Regions from separate parts of the Zea mays genome. Here regions 1 and 2 are each linked to region 3. A link is a contact called in public Hi-C data. All regions are on one chromosome and are shown on one strand. The core of a region is the stretch at or near the end of the contact, and the rest is flanking DNA. Distances in the headings are between cores, read along the strand shown. Region 1 holds the start of LOC100280507 (AKIN gamma). Region 2 holds the start of LOC103647221 (transcription factor BHLH156). Region 3 holds the start of LOC100280393 (60S ribosomal protein L37a).

Region 1 (2,700 bases), core at 16-2,515, 220 kb after region 3:
TCTTTTTATCTTGCTAAAAAAATCTAGATTAGGAGTGAGAGTTTTGGAAACTCTTGGAGATAGCAGGTTCACAACTAAGACAAAATATGGTAATGGGAGCCTCACTGTTCGAGAAGATGCCTCTTGCAATCATGGCAGCTCGATGATTTCTGAGCAAGCTGATAATTATGAATTATCCACATCAACCCACACAGTGACACACATCATGCCGACAAAGAAAGTGCTCCACGTCTCTTGCTGAGTTGGTCAAGAGATGAAAACGACACCCCAACTAACATACATATACTTGTCTTATGTACTATTAGACCTCTACCGCATCACTGGACCTAGGAAGGAAAAGAACGAGATATACGTGTAATCTGATATCAGAGAAATCGTGTGACACTATCACTGTATTAAGAACAGTTCGTCAAGGCCCATGCATTTGGTTCAGAGAAGACATGCCCACTGAGCTGACCATAGGAGGCAAGGGCTATAGAGAACATCCACTGGATCGTCCATTGAAATAAGACCTTAAAAATTCCATGTCTGCAACCCTGAAATGACAAGAACGGCAACCTAGCACAGACTGGCTCTACTGGAGCAGATCAGCACCACAGTGACATATGAGCAAGGGGCTCCTGCCAACGCCAACAAAACTACGATACAGACACAAATAATGCAACTGACACCGGAACAAGAGAGCTGTTCGACTGGATCACACAGCACGCGAACGCGAACTCAGATGTGACGCTGGATGGATACAGAGGTTTACGTTTCGCTACATCAAGACGATTTTTTGAAGAAAAAAAATTATTTCGATTGAACACGCACGAGGGACCGGATACAAATTAGCGAGCAGTACAGTAAGCAAGGCACGAAGGAGGAGGGGGCGAGGCAACCGCAAAAGTAATTGATAAACAGGATATCACCTTGGGACGGGTGCGTGCGCGGGAAGGACGCGACGGGGATGTCCTCGAAGCAGGAGTTGAGCTTCTCCGACGGCGAGAGCTGCGGCTCCGCCACCTCCCAGAGGTCCTCCACCCGGTGGCCGATCTCCGCCTCGGGGCTGCGCGGGCTCTCCATCTCCTCCAGCTCTGAACCCGTGCCCTCTCCCCCCCTCTTCTCGCTTGAACCCTTTTCTGCGAAGGCTAGACGCGTCAAGACTCTTGAGCCCCCTCCTCTCTTGCGCTTGCTGGTTGCAATTGCAAGTGCTGCTCTGCTCCCACCACCTAGTAGGCTCTTGTGATTATTACTGTAGATAAGCTGCTACGAGAAGCCAGTCGCGACCGCGCGCTACCGATGACGACGCGGAGCAAGCCGCTGGTGCCTACTAAATACTAATACCGCCGTCTTGCTTTGCTTCGGCCGCAGTGGAGTGTGCTCTGCGGCTGCGCTTGTGCGCGTCCCGTCAACGGAAGGGGGGACGACCTCACGAAGGCGACCGAGTGCCGCCGGTCGGATGGCCCTCGGGGCCCGCCACGGAAGGTATGGTCCACATGTCACTGAACAGGTGGACACGCCGGGCAGGTTGTACTGCTGGTTTCGCCTAGTACTGCTAGTGCTGAAGAAAAACCGCTGCGGCACCGACTACGATCCCGGGGATCGGCTGGATACGACGACGTGGCATCTACAACGTTCCACAAATGTTGAAAAATGCGCCAATGCACGCCATTGTAAAAGACAGTTTTGTTAGTAAATATCATGTGATATTAATATTTTAAAGATTTAAAACATAATAACTAGATAAAATAAGGACTTTAAGAGTGTACTTGTACAAAATAAAAATCATAATTAGAATCCTGTATTATTTTTTTATCTCAGCCACACTAAGGTCATGTTTAGAATATGTAAAACTAATGGTTAACTAGCTAACGAATTGTTAGCCGGATTAGTTTTAGCAAGCTCATAAATTGTTAGCTGGATTGAGTCAACTAATAAATTAACTGTTAGTTGTGAACTAATTAATAATTAGTAGAGCATTAGCTAAGAGTGATTAGAAAACTGTTAATTTTAGCAGCTAACTATTAGTTCTGAAGATTATAAATATAACCTAAATACATACAATTAACCAAAAAGTATAAAAGTATATGAAAGTATATGAACTGGTCACCCTCTTAAGGGACCGGGTGATAAACGGAAACGGCTCTGGTTCTATCTAGGACGGATACTGAGCCAACTCGATTCAGTTTGGTTCGGCTTATTAAGAAATTGAGCCAGAGAATCGGCTCGGCTCGACTTGTTTGTGAGCTTGAGATGGTTTATTTAACTCGCGAGGCATGACTAAAAACAATATATATACAACAATATAATTAATTGATAATTAATTCTAGACCAATTTAACACTAGAAAAGTGTAATAACACTCACAATTTCACATTCCACATCAAATAAACATCAAACTAAAACAGTTCATCACTTATTAGTGCATCCAAAACAAGTGAAGGCTGTGTTTTGCTGAAAAATACGAGCTCATTTGAGTTATTGAGCTAGCTTAAACTGTCTCATTAACAAACCGAGTTGAGATGTTATCTCAGCTCATGACAAAATTAAAATGAGACGAGTCAAATTAAGCCGAACTTACCGTGAGCCGAGCGAGCTGAGGGCCACAAGTATTTTGTCCGGCCCTAGTTTAGTCTAAATGTTTTTATGTTGATTTGTGGTTGACACGTGATGGACCAACGTTTAATAGAATAAATGATCCACATCTACTTGTAACTGT
Region 2 (2,700 bases), core at 110-2,609, 190 kb after region 3:
CACGAGCGACTCCGCCGCCAAAGTAACCAAGCCGCTGCATATCTTGCACGCGGACCGACGACATCCGCGACACACCGAAATCCACCGTATCGCCGGCGCGCAACTCCTCCGCCGCCACAGTACTCAGCGTTTCCTCAGACGACGCGTCGGCCGGCGACGTAGCGTCAGCAGAAGAAGAAGAGGTCGGCATCGCTACGTACCGTCGGCGGCGGCGGGCGGTCTGCTTCACTCGGGCCAGATCTCCGGCGAACAAGAGCAAGGAGGGCAGACGAGTAGCAAGATGGTGGAAAAGGCGGCTAGGGTTTTCAAGGAGCGCGGAAAGATAAAGTTCAAAACGCGCCGCCCCCCGCCCCCTTTTATACACAGGGCACGGCGCTTCGGGAAACCCGCAGTCCAACAGTACGGTGTCAATCAACGGTCATGTCAAAAACCCCCGCGGAACCACTTCGAGCGAGGGCAGTGTCTCCGCCATCTAGCGACGTCTTCGGCACCAGATGACTTAGTCGAACTGGTCCCTCGGAGGGCAAATGTTGGGGCGAAGGCGAAGACGCCACCCTTCGCTCGATGCCTTCGCCGTAGTCGTTGGTCCAACGGAGACAAGACAACGGGCAGGGACACCCTTCGCCCCATACGACATCGGACGAAGACCTGTGACGAGGTCGTCCCACCTTGCGACCTCGTCCAGCATGGAGGCCCACGTGTGATCCGACCCATTGTAACAGGCCCTGCGTGGCCGCTGCGCGTTACGGGCCTAATTTGTAAAGGCATCCCTGTAATTACAGTCTGTAACCCCGCTTTATGGGAATATTCCGGGGATAACCTAGGTGTCTGAGGGCACATGCGTCCTTAACACAGGATGCTGTGCACTCAGATACCTATAAATACCCCCGCACAGTGCCCTTTAGATGTTAGATTAATAGAGCTTTTGCCATCTTGTGTGAGAACCCTGTTTACGTCAACTCTCACCCCCGTTGGATCCCCTTGCACTTGGTAGCAAGTTCCAACAATTATATAGAGGATTTAGTAAAGATAATATTTGGATGCTTTTCATGAATATTCAGGGAACGTCTATGCAAAAGCTGTTATGTGTGATGAACTTAACCGTTTTGAGTAGTTATTGTTTACAAAATTTATTCAATAATTGATATATTTATTACCATTTATTTAAATATAGACATAAAAATGAAGATACGAAACAAACACTAATTTGGTGTCGAGGGAGTATTGAGGACAGCTGTTTTGTTTCCAGTTTTTTACTCGAAGAAACTTCGAGGAATGCATCCAATAATTAATTGCCTTTCAGCAGCTTCTGATTGAACACTGATGCCTTAGGAACCATTTCTAGAACATTCCGGCTGATGAATATCTAATTCGCCAAGGATCTTTTATTTTGAATATCTAATAGGCTGACGGCTTGTTTCGTGACAACCTGTATTTACTGCGCTTATCTAGAATCTTACTGTCCTAATCCGTTTCAGACTAGACTACTAGAGCTTATATATATAACGAGCCCGCCATTAGCGGTCTTGGCCTGCAAGGTCATCAGCACTCAGCAGTTCTGTTTCCAACGCAAAAGAAGATCAGGACCACCACTTGAAAGTCTTGAACCATGGACATGGAGCACCAGCTGCTGCACTTGGAGCGCTTCATGGCCAGCAGCCCGGGCTTCTTTACCGTCGACAGCGGCCAAGACCCCGCCCATTTTCCCAACGGCGGGTTGTTCGTGGAGCAGGTCGGCGCCACGGGTGGCGTCGGCGGCGACGACGGCGGGTGGGTGGAGGACCTCATGCAGCTCGGCGAGGAGCTGTTCGGTGGTCGGGGCGATGCCAATGGCACCGACGACGGCATGGGCGACGATCACTACTACCAGCAGTGGCAGTGCGACGACGGTGGCTCTCCAGACGGCGGTCCGCCACCGAGCGTATCCTTGGACGGCGACGCGAGCCCCCCTTCTGGGGAGCAAGAGCAAGGTACCGTGGAGCTCGCCTCCGAGCGGCACCCGCACCGCGAGGCCGAGGACGGCGACGACGACGTGTTGGGCGCGACGCGCAAGAGGAGGGACCGGTCCAAGACGATCGTGTCGGAGCGGAAGCGGAGGGTTCGGATGAAGGAGAAGCTCTACGAGCTGAGGGCGCTCGTCCCCAACATCACAAAGGTTAGGCTCCGACCGATCGGTTTAGAGGAGCTAGTTTATTTGGACCTTTGTTCGCTGGGGAGCTCGATCGACATAGCTGGTTTACATGCATTCGGCTCATGGTCCCCGCGCGCGCCGTGCAGATGGACAAGGCGTCCATCATCGCCGACGCGGTGGTGTACGTGAAGAACCTCCAGGCGCACGCGAGGAAGCTCAAGGAGGAGGTCGCGGCGCTGGAGGCGCGGCCGAGGTCGCCTACCGGACAGCACAGCGGGCCGGCCGGGGCTGGTCGACGACGCCACCAGCAGCAGCAGCAGGAACGCCGCCGCGACGCGGGGAGGAGCGCGGGCTCCGGCGCCCGGGTGACGCACGTGGGCGCGGTGCAGGTCGGCGAGGGCAGGTTCTTCGTAACGGTGGAGTGCGAGCGGCGGGACGGCGTGGCGGCGCCGCTGTGCGCGGCCGCGGAGTCGCTGGCGTGTTTCCGGGTGGAGACCTCCAGCGTCGGTGGCCGGTCGGGGCCGGACCGCGTCGTGTCAATGTCAACGCTTACGCTCAAGGTATTGCTT
Region 3 (2,700 bases), core at 34-2,533:
AAAAATATTATGGCCTACTGATTTATACTAGTGGTATTTGAATGCTAAACTTAGGACTGTATACTACTTTCATGTTGCATGCTGCCAGGTACAGCTTCAGATTACAGCAAATGTGTCAGCTGACCGGGTTGGATTTATGAAAATGTTTTATTTTTCATTAAGTTGGAGACCATGTTGGATTTATCAAAATGTTTTATTTTTCATCAAGTTCGATAACTAGTTTGTCTTTACAGTAAACAAACAATGTATTTTTCCAATATGCTTGAACTTGCACAAGTACTAACAATGTAAACCAAACATACAGCACACCTAAAAACTGATAAAATGTTATGTACATTCACATATACTTGTCACCATGCGTTCGACTGGCAAAAAATATAATTATAATCTACCAAATAAGATATCTTGAACATCTAGGTTGGTGATGGTATATTGACACATCCAGATTGATTTATGATAATAAGTATTTATCAAAAAATCTCACAAATACAATGCTGTAGAAAACAGATGGTCAAATCTTTGAAACCATGCAAAATCAAAAGTGACAAGTAATTGAGCTTACAATTTGGAACGGAGTGAGTACACCACTGCCTTCAACATGTTTCCATTTAACATGTGATCACCAATAGAATTTGAAAGGCTAAGCCTATATAGGACTCAAATGCGGAGCGCAAACAGGCTTTACGGAAATAGTTTGCCTTCTACCTTAAGTGTAGCAGGTTTTGGGCACCTTACCATTGCAAACCTGAGGTAGCAACTGCTCCAAACCTACCCTGCACAAAAGGCGTTGTGCAATGCTAAATTGCACAATCCAGCCTAGTGACAGCCTAGCAAAATCCAACTACGATGACGACCCTACAAACAGGCTAGCAATAGATTGCAGTTTAGAATTACATTGTTTCTGTCATGCTAACAATACCACCACATTTCACATAGGCCTATCTGGGTACCCTAATATCTCAAATTTCCATGGAAACACGACTGGTACAAAGCATGATTGCTGGCACGCCCCTATCAAGAAAATTAAACTATGGAGCCTTCGAATCCATATCGAACTGAAGCTGCTGGGCTACCAAGTCAAACACTAGGATCTCGCTCGACACATAATAACAAACGTCCACAACTAGGCATACACCGTACACAGATACTTAGTAACGGGAAGAATGGGAGGACGAGGAGAAGCGGCGTACCATCTCGGAGACGGGAGAGGAAACGAGGTGCGGGCTGTAGCGGCGGCGTGCTGAGGGTAAGCTCGCAAAAGTGGCAGGAGAGAAACTATATATATGAGGCGCTAGGGTTTCGTGGAAGTCTATGGATGCGACCTGCTATTATGGGCTGGGCTTAAATGGGCCCTGATTTTGGAACTGTTTTATCCCTTTTTAGTTTAAAATTTGAAAGATATTTAATAAAGTTTTTGAATTAAAATGTTTTAAAATTACAAAAAAAAAGAAGATGACTGAGATAAAACATATATATACAAAATATTTCAATCTTATGAAAACATATTTAAAATATTTAGAAACATGTTTAGCTTAAGGAAAATAGAAAAGGTTGAAAGCAAGATGTCAAAAAAGGTTAACCATGATGTTTAAGAGGTAGAACAAATTAGATAATGTTGGGGGCCTTTTCATGCTGAAGCTCCTCAAAACATTAATATATATTGTTCTAAGTTTGTTTTAGAACCTTGGAAGTAGTGAACTTGACCTTCGTCTGAAAACCTTCGGTTAAACCATGTACTCACGAAAGTAGAGCCAGGAAGCTTCGGCTCTATGGCTCAGACGCACGACAACAAGCCAACAAAGCTAAAGGAGAGAAACCCAGAGGCCTATTCAACACGCCTACAAATGAAAAGATAATGACGTCCCTGGAGGGTTATGTAGTCTCAATGTATAGGACTCGAGGGCATATTTGTAATCTTAGATCGAGTTGTATTGTGGCTCTCCACTAAAAAAATAGGTACAATGTCATGCAGAGACACATTTTTGGAGGAGAGGACATGGGAAATCAGAATCACTCTACTTCCGAAGTTGTACCTTCGCATCCTTACCTTAACTCCCGAAGGTACACTTGTAATTGCTTGTAACTTAAAAGGTATAATAAAAGGATTATACTAGTAGCGGTCTCTCTCAAATGTTTTCATTCTATCCTATTATGTTATTTGGATATCTTTTATTATATCAACCTTCTTCTCCTGGTCTTTTTTAATGAATAGAATGTGGGGACGAAAGTCTTTTCCCTAATTGTGTTGCCCTATTTTTGTCCCGATCAAGAATCAAAGCACGTGACCAACATTGGCATACACCTTCGTTGAACTCATGACTACAAGCATCTATCTATCATGCCTCCAAAGAGGACCGCAGCTCCCGCCTTAGTTCTTCCTCCCATTGATCAGATCTAGGATGAAGAGGCGCGTCTTCTCGAGGCATAGAAAGGGAAAAGCAAGGACACGAATCCTCCACCACAAGATGATCTTGACCTAAAAATTGAAAATATCAAAGCTATTCATCAGCAAGTCGAGAAGCGACCAGAGAAGATGCTTCGGGTCTCTCAACTACAACGACAAATTTACGAACCATCATAGGAATTGTGTCACATGACGCAACAAGAGGAGTAATTCCAAGGTTCACGCCATCAAAGAAATGTTCATTTCGAAGAACACAACTATGATGCTTCGTTAAACGATGATTCTTCTCCTTTGGC

Evidence for each region. A called contact is a pair of places that touch in the nucleus more often than the background predicts.
Region 1: a contact with region 3 is called in a Hi-C map of leaf, with 5 times the contacts expected there. The contact joins the promoter of LOC100280507 here to the promoter of LOC100280393 in region 3. A contact is called at or near these places in 6 of 25 Hi-C or Micro-C datasets (endosperm, leaf and root tip).
Region 2: a contact with region 3 is called in a Hi-C map of ear, with 1.7 times the contacts expected there. The contact joins the promoter of LOC103647221 here to the promoter of LOC100280393 in region 3. A contact is called at or near these places in 2 of 25 Hi-C or Micro-C datasets (ear and endosperm).

The regions. Positions count from the first base shown.
Region 1 is chr2:75,430,773-75,433,472 of Zm-B73-REFERENCE-NAM-5.0, reverse strand. It overlaps LOC100280507 (AKIN gamma), which reads right to left and starts at 1,265. Exons shown (of 6, transcript NM_001291619.1): 1 at 912-1,265. The coding sequence starts at 1,065.
Region 2 is chr2:75,462,528-75,465,227 of Zm-B73-REFERENCE-NAM-5.0, reverse strand. It overlaps LOC103647221 (transcription factor BHLH156), which reads left to right and starts at 1,359. Exons shown (of 3, transcript XM_008671791.3): 1 at 1,359-2,155; 2 at 2,278-2,691. The coding sequence starts at 1,610.
Region 3 is chr2:75,651,976-75,654,675 of Zm-B73-REFERENCE-NAM-5.0, reverse strand. It overlaps LOC100280393 (60S ribosomal protein L37a), which reads right to left and starts at 1,283. Exons shown (of 5, transcript NM_001320713.1): 1 at 1,191-1,283. The coding sequence starts at 1,193.